Regions from separate parts of the Zea mays genome. Here region 2 is linked to region 1. The links are chromatin contacts, called in public Hi-C maps. All regions are on one chromosome and are shown on one strand. The core of a region is the stretch at or near the end of the contact, and the rest is flanking DNA. Distances in the headings are between cores, read along the strand shown. Region 1 holds the start of LOC100502297 (root-specific kinase 1). Region 2 holds the start of LOC100282953 (40S ribosomal protein S17-like).

Region 1 (5,333 bases), core at 1,746-4,245:
AAATTACTATTATTATTAGAATGAAAAAATCAATTTAGAACACAAGAGGAAGCGCCACAAGCACAAGTATCGTCCAGCATCTAAATTGACTTTTTCCAAGGCTATAAGAACATTCAAATGCGATCTAATAAATAGCTTCATTACATGAAAAAAAAAGGACAACCATCGGATTCTATTTTGCAGCCAGAAATCTTCGAAGACAGGACGAAATAGTTACTCTCAGTTTGTTAAAAAATACAGTCGATTTTAGTTTTTATTATTTTAGAGGAATTAGAAATTACAGCCAGAATTTTATTTGCCCGCTCTTTCTCACCGAGGAAGGACAATTTAGAACCTGGCGCTGAATGGATGCGCGGTATATCAGACAACATGGCAGCACGACGTTCCACATCTCCTTTTCAGCTGTAAACGGCGGCGACCTTCCCTCTCTCTCTCTCTCTCTCTCTCTCTTTTTCATCATATTGTCGACCGAGTGTAGCTAGAGTCTTACCACTTTATTACTGCGGACTGCTGCGTTTAATTAACTTATGGTTACCATGCATAGACACCAAGTAGTGGAGTATTCTTTCTTCGCATCTTTTCTGCAATTCTTCTTCCTCTTCTTCTTTTTTTTTTAGAGAGCGAGCGAGAGAGATAGGAGCTAGTTTCTTCTTCTTTTCTTATTAGAGAGCAACGAGGCAGTCGAACAGGCTTGAGCGACTCCAACAACTTCAATGCAGTGCAACCACTACTGTTACGTACGTCCCGCGTCCACGGGATTACGGAAATAAACCTGTTCCAAAAGAGACATGTGAAACCGACTCCGATCTATCTGGTCAGACGGCGCGTGTACACGTAACACTCGGCCCAGGTGTGACGCGTCTGTACCTTCCATGCATGTGTAAATCGAGCTTAGCTCAGTCAGGATAGAGTGCTAGACTAAAATTTTGTAGTGTGCCCAGTGAATTCCTTCTCGCTTAATAATTAACGAAGAGGCCAACACTCAACAGGGTGTAGTTCCAGAGAGTCTTTGGAGAAAAAAACATACAACGACAAGGCCGGACGGTTCGGGTCTTCGCTACCAGTCTACCACTCGCTCGGATTTTTTTGAGCACGTGAAGTGGCCTCTGTATTAGAACAGGTAGAGCCTGCTTCTCTTCTAGATCAATTATTATTATGCAGCTAATCCAGGGAACCGAACAACAACGCACGAGGAGATTGAATAAACGGTGACACAGGAAGACACAACCGAACCAACCGACGACGAAAGCACCCGCTACCGTGTGACGAAAAAGGCAATGGAAGTGTCTGCGCTGCGCCTGCGTGGCTGCGTGCACCAGCAATAATAGCGACAAAGATCGAGTTCTAAAACAAATCAAACGGGTCGTTAGTTGCGCCTGCAAGTACGAGCTGTTAAGTTGTTGGCGCCTAGCACGTACGACCCCGTCCACCGTAGATTCCATACACTGCCCTGCCCTACCCTACCGTATACCAGGCATATAAAACCGAGAAAAACAAATAGTACACACACCATAACATGCCCTACCACTCCGATAAAGAACGGGTCCGGTTCCGTCCACAGGCCAGTTGTTGGCGCGTCCTCTTCGGCTACGACGACGACCGAGCCAGGCTGCGCCAATCGGTACCGTTATAAATACAAACCTCTCACTTAAAACCAAATAGTTTTTTATTTGTCGCAATTTAGTTCAAAAATAAACTAACGGACGACAAATACTCAAGAACAGAGGTTGTACAATCTCCATACGTAAGAGCTGTACATGCTTATGTAGCGAGTCATGCATGGAAGGTCATAGAAGGTAACGGACGGGCTTTTTCTTAAACCTTCGTTATCCTAGCTGATGATCACTCACACTGAAAGCGACTTCCACCAATCACCACCGAACAATCTGGCTAGGTCATTCCAATTACCAACAATAATAAGCACAAACCCTCACCTGACTTTTATGGAGCTCAATGGATGCACACTAGCTAAATTACTCTCTTATGTACCAATAAGATCGCTAGCCAAGCGGATTTTAAGCTCTCAACTCTCTCGCTAGCCAGTGATTGTATCTCACACTCGATATGGGTCGCTTCATCGATTAAATTGGGCCAGAGCACTAGTATAGCCCATTTGGCGGCGTATTTATTAGAACCCTTCACTGGATTGTGTAAAGCTTCAAATGTTACTATATGGCTTAAAACGGTCGAAAAGGGTGTGGTACAACCGACTTAATGAATACCTTCTCTAGAATGGATGCACTAACGATGATTATTGTCCATGTATTTTTCATGAAAAGTTCCAAATGAGATTTTGCATTATATCTACTTAAGTTGATGGTATGCAATCAACTAAAAAAAAAGAGTTCAAGTTTAAGGATATGGCCTAAATTTACCAAATTTTTTTTTTGCTTAGGCTTACATATTTAGCACCTTTTGACTAGACTTTTAATACATCAACCTGACAATATCTGGAAAGTAATAGAAAATTTTAATATGGACAAATCATATCTCTCTATTGTCATCCAGTCCTTAGAAATAGGGACCAATCATATTAGACAACGAGATTTTGGACAAAAAAAATATAGGGCATGGATTTCCATGCATCAATGTTATATTGGAGCACTTATCTATCTCATTTTTGTACTACTTCACAGTTTGTTTTACTTTATTCGTAAAAACTCGCAACCAAATACATCATGGATTCGCACATCAGCGATCACCAACGCCATATGATACGTTTCACGGAGCTTTCACCGGCTAACTAACCCACCCCAGCCGGGCCGCGGGCCGGCATCACCAATGATTCAAGCACTCGCTCCTAATTAAATGACCTCCCGAATTAGCGATTAACCTCCCGGTCCCGGCTACTACACACAAAGTCAAAAAGGCGACGCTTCCCCAACCTTCACCCACCTCGAAGTCGAAGCCACGCCTTTCCACGCCCGCACAAAGCCGCTGCCTGCTCGCCCTTTATATACCCTGCCACCACGCCGTGCCTCCGTGTCCTCCGCCTCGCCACTTCGCCAGCGCCAGCGACCGACACCTTCTCTAGGCCCATTCCAAGGCTCTCCTCACCGCTGCTAGCTCCCAGGCTGCTCAGAGCGCCGGCCGACGAGCGTAGCGCTCCGTGGTCCGTGCGGCGCTCGAGGACGTACGGTACGAGATCGACGACGCGGGTGGTTCCGACTCGGTCGTCATGGGGCTGAGGGAGAGCTTGTTCGGGTGCTTCGGGGCCGGCGGCCAGGAGCAGGGGCAGGAGCCCGCGGCGGCGGGGCCGGCGAGCAGGCGCCCCGGCGGCGTTGGGAAGCGGACGCTGCGGCGGCTGAGCACGGCCAACCTGCGGTCCCTGTCGCTGCAGGACCTGTCGCGGAAGCTGGAGACGACGAAGCTGCACGCCTTCACGCTGGACGAGCTCAAGGCCGCCACGAAGAACTTCTCCACCACCAACTTCCTCGGCGAGGGCGGCTTCGGCCCCGTCTACAAGGGCTTCGTGGACGGCCGCCTCCGCCCGGGCCTCCAGCCGCAGCACGTCGCCGTGAAGTACCTCGACAGCGACGGCGTCCAGGGGCACCGCGAGTGGCTGGTGCGTCACGTCCCCCCACTTTTCCCTCCTCTAATGAATTGAATCTGACGAACCCTGATCTGATCTGGTTGCGCTGCCTTGTTTCGCCAGGCGGAGGTGGTGTACCTCGGGATGCTGAGCCATCCGCACCTGGTCAAGCTGGTGGGCTTCTGCAACCAGGACGACCACCGGATGCTGGTGTACGAGTACATGCCGGGGCAAAGCCTCGAGAGCCATCTCTTCAAGAGTAAGCTACCATACATTCGCCTGCTACCACACCACACCACACAGCCTTTTTTTTGTAATTTGGACTGGACGCCACAGACTATTAACAGCAGCTCCTGCTACATGTGTCTGCCTGCAGATCTCCTCGCGTCGCTGCCGTGGTCGACGCGGCTCAAGATCGCCGTCGGCGCGGCCAAGGGGCTGGCGTTCCTGCACGAGGCCGAGACGCCCGTCATCTACCGCGACTTCAAGGCCTCCAATATTCTCCTCGACTCGGTAATAAAGAAGCCCGCCTCACCAAGTCCAATCTCTTCTCTTCTTCCCCCCCACCCACCCCCCAGCATCAACCACATTGGATGCTTTATTAGTCCTTGTCACACTCTATATTTTTTATTTTCGCTATAACTAAATTGTTTCTTACCAACACGCCCAACAACCGTGCTAATTGCATGCTCGCACGTTGTCAAACTACCGTTCCGTGCCGAAGCCTCGCTTCTTTATAGAATTCCCGTTCTGGAATAGTAGACGTACACTCCTGCTCAAAATCCGATTTGTTTTGCACCTACCGACAAATTAGTAGTAGCAAGCAAACAAAAACCTCTGTTTTTTTTCTTCTTTTATCCTAGACGCCGGCCCAACCTAGCTTGAAAATTATAGTGCTGTGATTAGTTCGGATTTTTGGAACGTGATGCTTTTGTAGCAACAAGTTGGCGAAACGCAACCAACAAACAACTGTTGCTGACCTCGAGTTTGTCATATGGATGTGGTGGTGAATTCATTTCCAGGACTACACGGCGAAGCTGTCGGATTTCGGGCTGGCGAAGGAGGGGCCGCAGGGGGACGCGACGCACGTGACGACGCGGGTGATGGGCACGCACGGGTACGCGGCGCCCGAGTACATCCTGACGGGCCACCTGACGGCGAAGAGCGACGTGTACAGCTTCGGCGTGGTGCTGCTGGAGCTGCTCACGGGCCGCCGCTCCGTCGACAAGAGCCGGCGCGGGCGCGAGCAGAACCTCGTGGACTGGGCGCGCCCCTACCTCCGCCGCGCCGACCGCCTGCACCGCTTCATGGACCCGGGGCTGGAGATGCAGTACTCGGCGCGCGCCGCGGAGAAGGCCGCCGGGGTGGCGCACCAGTGCCTGCAGAGCGTGCCCAAGGCGCGCCCCACCATGCGACACGTCGTCGACGCGCTCGAGCCGCTGCTGGCGCTCGACGACGACGTGCCCATGGGCCCGTTCGTGTTCACGGTCGGTGGAGCCGCCGCCGAGGCCGAGGCCGCGCCGGCGCAGGCCGGTGTCGCCGGCGACGACAATGCGGACGCGGAGGCGGCCGGCAGGCAGGGCAAGAGGCACGTCATGTCGGCCGTCCACGCGGAGAGCCCACTGCGGAGCCGGTACGCCAGCGCCGTGAAGAGACCAGAGAGCCCGCCGACCCTGAGCAGGGCATGAGTGCCATTGCAAATTTGCAAGTGTACATAGCTCGCTGACAGATTGCTCATGGATTCTTTTGTTTTTTCCTCCTGTTTTCTTGGTGATGCTGTCAATTCGTTCTCTCAAGAATT
Region 2 (5,333 bases), core at 1,619-4,118, 200 kb after region 1:
AACATCTCATGCTAAGTTACCAAAGCATGTGCGAAGAATATGTCAATCACAGACCAAACCACTCATGGTGTGTTTGGTTTGATAAATCAAAACATCCAAACTACATCCAAATGAGGTGGTGAGATTAACTCATATTAGTACTAACTAACTAACTGAGGAATAAGGTGGTGATGGATTAACTAGGTGGTGATGGATTAACTTATTTCATTCCACAAACCAAACAAAAAAAGTGAGGAGCGAGAAGATGATGGATTAACTTATTTATCAAACCAAACAGTCCATTAACTTTAGCATAACAGGTAAGTTGAACTCTCAATCACAACAGAAGCAACAAAAGTTCTAACACTGTTCTACATGTTTTACTTCCCATAATGAAGCAAACAATAGGAACCATACAAAATGCAAGTTTGGCAAAATCAAATGTTTTCTGACGCAACTTGTGTTATTATTAATTCCATAATTACTACCTCACCCAGCCCTTCGACGATCATCTTTGGTTCCTCTAGTCTGCGCCCCCCCCCCAAAATATATATATATATATATATATATATATATATATATATATATATATATATATATATATATATATATATATATATATATATATATATATATATATATGAACACCTACACTGTACCCAAATAATAAACGGTGGAACAGATTGAACTAAGAATCCAGAGGACCCGAATGCTACCACACCGAGTGGAGTACTGGAGTCTAAAAACTAAGGCAACCGTTCCCAGCGAGAGTCTAGTTCCAACCTGAAGCCAGTGAGACAGGTCTCACCTACCAAACCTGCCCAGAGGAGCACCTCTTTTCAATTCTTGCTGGATAAAATGAATTATGAGGCTTGTTGATATAAAAATGGGCGATAGTTTTCCATCAGTCCAGAACAGGCAGGCCCCCCATTGTCATATTCAACATCTGCTGGCCAACAGAAATGAAGGCAGCAGGTTATTTCACATGTATGCCTTGTGAAACTAATGAGGCCGAGATTCACAAAAAAAATCTAGAAGGTGTCCAAAATACAGCATCACTACACATAAATTTCAGTGATCAAAGAAAACAGGTGGATAAAATTACAATTAGGATTGATTTGGTGACAAGGGGATCACGGGTCACCAAATCAGCCCTTAGAGCTAATGAACTAATTTCTCCCCCAATCCCCTCCAACCCTGTGATCCCTGGTCACCAAATCAGCCCTTAGAGCTAGTTTATAACTCAAATCCCCTCCGGGATTGGAAGGGATTGAGGGGAAAATAATCCTAGAGAGGATTTGAATTTCAAAACTAGCCCTTATAGATTTAAGAAGCAGCAAGTTGAACAATATTAATAAAAAACAGTAGAAACATTCTACAACAACATCTACTGACGAGGCTTTGTGTGGTTACATTAACAAATTCTCAAATCAAAGTACTAATAAACATTCCATTGAATATACTTCAAACGTATGCTACAAAGAAGGACAGAGAAAAGCACATATAATTCAATTCGCATGACATACAAACAAACAATATATATTGGTATTCAAGGGAAAAATCACTTTATCGTTGTTCTAACAGATCACTATTTACTTCTATATCATAGGAACGTTTCAGCCTTTAACAATGAGTTTAAAACCAAGTTATTTAAACAACTACATCAATAGAACACAATTAAAACAAGCCAAGTTTCCTATAGAAACAAAGAAATGAATAGACCACACAGTGCTGACAACATGGAGGACAAGAATACGACAAATATGAAAGTGAAAAATGCTATAATCTGAAGTTGTTGTAATGCTACAGAGTAAACCCAATTTCAAGTAATAAAGAAAGAGTTCAGTAGAGGCTAACAGATATTGCCAATTCAGTACACTAAAAATGTACTAGTTGAATTGAAAATGCATAGCTAAAGTTTCATTGGATTGATAAGACTTCATCGACCGACCCAGATCATATTGGCTCTAGCTAACAGCCAAACATCTAGGCAGCATTGAACTGTATAGCAAATGAATGAAAATAAAAAGAAATTTAATCTGCACAGTACACAATGAACCTAACAGCAACACCAAATTTGAATTACATTTAAAAGCATGCAGCATAGATACAAATCCCTATGTCGCATGCACATATTCAAGATAACTAGCAGTCAAATAAAAAAATATGAGCATCTCATAGTAACTTATAAAGCGCAAGAATATAAATTATCATGTTCATCACACGCAGAACCAAACACTTCAGAATTTATACCATAACAGGCAAGTTCAAAACTTAACCGCCACAGATGCAACCAAAGATCTAAAAGAAGTTTAGCATAGTAGGACAACAACTACGAATAGCAGTGCGATCAAGAGGCAACCACCGCGAAGTCTAAACGCGGTCACGGCGGGGACCACCGTACTGCGGGCGGCCGTAGGCGGGGGCGTTGGAGACCTCAGCCTGGCGCTCAACGCCGGGCAGGTCGGCCATGCCGAGGGCAGCGAGCATCTCCATGGTCTCCTTGTCGACGCGGATCTCTTCGACCTCGAGCGCGGACTTCTCCGGCACGAAGTCCATGCGGCGCTCGCGCTCCTCCTCCTGCAGCTTGAGCGAGATGCCGCGGACTGGGCCGCGCTGGATGCGGCGCATCAGGTGGGTACTGAAGCCAGCCACCTTGTTGCGGAGGCGCTTCGAGGGCAGAATCGAGACCTCCTCGAGCACCTTCTTGTTGGTGTGGAAGTCGAGGGTCATGCGGGAGTAGTACTTCTCGATCACCTGCCTGGAGGTCTTCTTCACGGTCTTGGTGCGGACGCGACCCATGGTGGCTGCGGCGGCGGCGCGCTGGGGCAGGTGGCGGTGGCGGCGGCGGCGGCTGGGGTAGGCTTGGAGGAGAGAGAGTGGAGCTACTTATAGCAGAGGCGGTCGAGTTTGGGCTAGGGTTTCGCTATTTGTTGTGGATCTGAGCTATTCATTTGATATGGGCGGACAGATATAGATGGTGCGAGTGTTGGGCTTTGTTGCCTGGCCTGCTTGTGTCGGAGCTTTGGAATTCTTTTTGGCCCATCAGTTCATACCGGGTTATGTTTGGTTATTTCAATTCTATATATATCAGGGTTTTCGATTTGCTCTCGATCCATATGAATTGAGTGGGATTTGGTGAGTTTAAATCCCAAACAAGTCAAACTTTCTTAATTTTTTTCTAATCTCATACAATCCATGTATAATAGGAATAATCGAATAAGACCTAAATTGTAGTGTATTGGAATAAATAGGGATAGATTTTGACTTACTATGGATTTAAACCAACTCAATATTACGCAATCCATATGGATTAAGGGTGAAACGAATAAGCACCTTGTTCGGTTATTCCAATTTCATGTGGATTGGGGTGGATCGGAGGATTTTGACTTATTATAGATGGGTACAGGTTCACTGTTGATCTCAAGTTTGATCTTTAGATCACTTGAAAGGGGTTGAGTGTAACCCTTAACCAAAAGAGGTCACCACAACGTAGAGTAGGCATTGGCCGAACCACGGTAAAAATCGTTGTGTCACATTTTCCTTTCACTTATTACGATTACTATCTTCTTGGGTTCTCCACTCTCTTGCAATATTGATTCTAAGTTTAATACACATCTTAAAGAAGTAATCAAGAGAAGAGTTCTCTCTCCATCTATCTTCTCATCCTTTGCTAGATTGGAACTGATTTGGATAATCTGCCAAGAAAGTATGTCACCACTTTGCTAGATTCCCATCTAAGTGCATGGATGCTGCCCCATCGTAACCCATAGAGTTGTAGGAATGCTGAAAATGGCGAAGTAAATTGTGACACTTGTCGATCCAAGCAGCATCAAATGAAGGGAACGGCATCTTTGGAAGGATGTGGTGAGGTGAAGTGTCTTTCTTTGACTGTTCATGTGTTGATTTGTGGCGTGTATTGAAGAAGTTTCAGCCTTGTTGACGCTCTCGCCTTTTGCAAGCACATTGGTAAACGGTGCCTCCTCCTCAAAGACCACTGATGAGACAGACCAATACCAACAGATTTTGCTTCGCCCTCAAATTGCCTGAGTGCCAACTGTGACACTCCTTGTCCGATACGCTTGACCGGTTGAGCAATGAACTACCTGCTCTGCGAAGACGAACCTGTTGGAAAATATGCTCGCCACTGGATCCCATCACGCCGCCACCGTATCAATGCTTTTGTCGTTCTGTTCCTTCTGCAATATATTCGTTTCGGTGAGAGAGTGTAAGAGGTTTTACACTCACTAGAGGCTTGTTTGGGTTTAAGACTGACTCCAACAAGATACTTTAAAAGCTTCTGTACCATAATATAGAGGATCAAACGGTTCTCTACGCTCTCTAGCAGTGTCCTCTTAACGATCCTCTATCCATTTGAATAGGACGGGATGGGATGGGACGATCCCTCAAATTAGGTTGTTTGGTTCTGGGTCAAGGGTTGGGACAGTACTATCCTGTGTTGTCCCCTGTTGTCCCTCAAAATTGGAGGGACGAGAGAGGACGTCAGGGGACGATCCCGTCCTAGCTGTCCCACAACCAAACACACCCTAAATTTAGAGGACACTGCTGGATTCTCTATATATAGAGTTTTTCTAGACGACCCTCTATCCATTTGAATACTTAAAATAACTGGTTTAGCAAAACTAAAATATGTATAATACATTTGAGAGTATGATAAATACGTATGTACAAAAGTAAAAAATGTCTTTAATATAGATATTTACGTATATAGGACGTGATTTAGAGGATGTTGTTAGAGAGGAAAAAAATATAGAGGATGAAATCTTTTAGAGAAGATTGTAAAAGACGAATATAGAGAATGAATATAGAGGACGTTGCTGTCCAGCAACCTAAAGATATCAGAGAAGATTGAATGAGTTAAAAAATCTTGTTGCTATTGAATTTTAAATAGCCGGTGAGGTCGTTCGGCGGTAGGAACTAGGAACTTACTTAGCTCCGTAGAGGGTGAGAGCCATGACCATCAGGCCGACTAGCGCCGCCGCCGCTCCAGCCGCGACCTTGGTGATGAGGAGGCGCAGGAACCCCTGGATCGGCCCGTCTCCGGCGACGACGGCACCACCGCCACCACCCTCGCCGCCGGCGCGGCGGTGCGCGACGATGATCAGCGTCATCCCTGAAAAGAACGGCGTTTATCATCCGCTTCATTTCCGAAGATCTCCTTGGATCGGGCTCAGCTATAGCCCTCTCAGTCAAGACATGCTTTATCCGGCACATTGATTTCTTTACCTAAAATTATGCAAACCAAAAAAGATGTTAAACGTCAGTTATAGAAAAATAAATAGCATGAGGAGAAACATATGATATGACTGACGCACAGTGATGAGAAATGCAGT

Evidence for each region. A called contact is a pair of places that touch in the nucleus more often than the background predicts.
Region 2: a contact with region 1 is called in a Hi-C map of leaf, with 2.5 times the contacts expected there. The contact joins the promoter of LOC100282953 here to the promoter of LOC100502297 in region 1. A contact is called at or near these places in 7 of 25 Hi-C or Micro-C datasets (bundle sheath, ear, endosperm and 2 more).

Annotation. Positions count from the first base shown.
Region 1 is chr9:11,456,733-11,462,065 of Zm-B73-REFERENCE-NAM-5.0, forward strand. It overlaps LOC100502297 (root-specific kinase 1), which reads left to right and starts at 2,996. Exons shown (of 4, transcript NM_001349038.1): 1 at 2,996-3,565; 2 at 3,656-3,791; 3 at 3,909-4,045; 4 at 4,555-5,333. The coding sequence starts at 3,179. The coding sequence ends at 5,220.
Region 2 is chr9:11,658,539-11,663,871 of Zm-B73-REFERENCE-NAM-5.0, forward strand. LOC100282953 (40S ribosomal protein S17-like) reads right to left here and starts at 2,869. Exons shown (of 1, transcript NM_001291552.2): 1 at 2,195-2,869. The coding sequence starts at 2,781. The coding sequence ends at 2,353.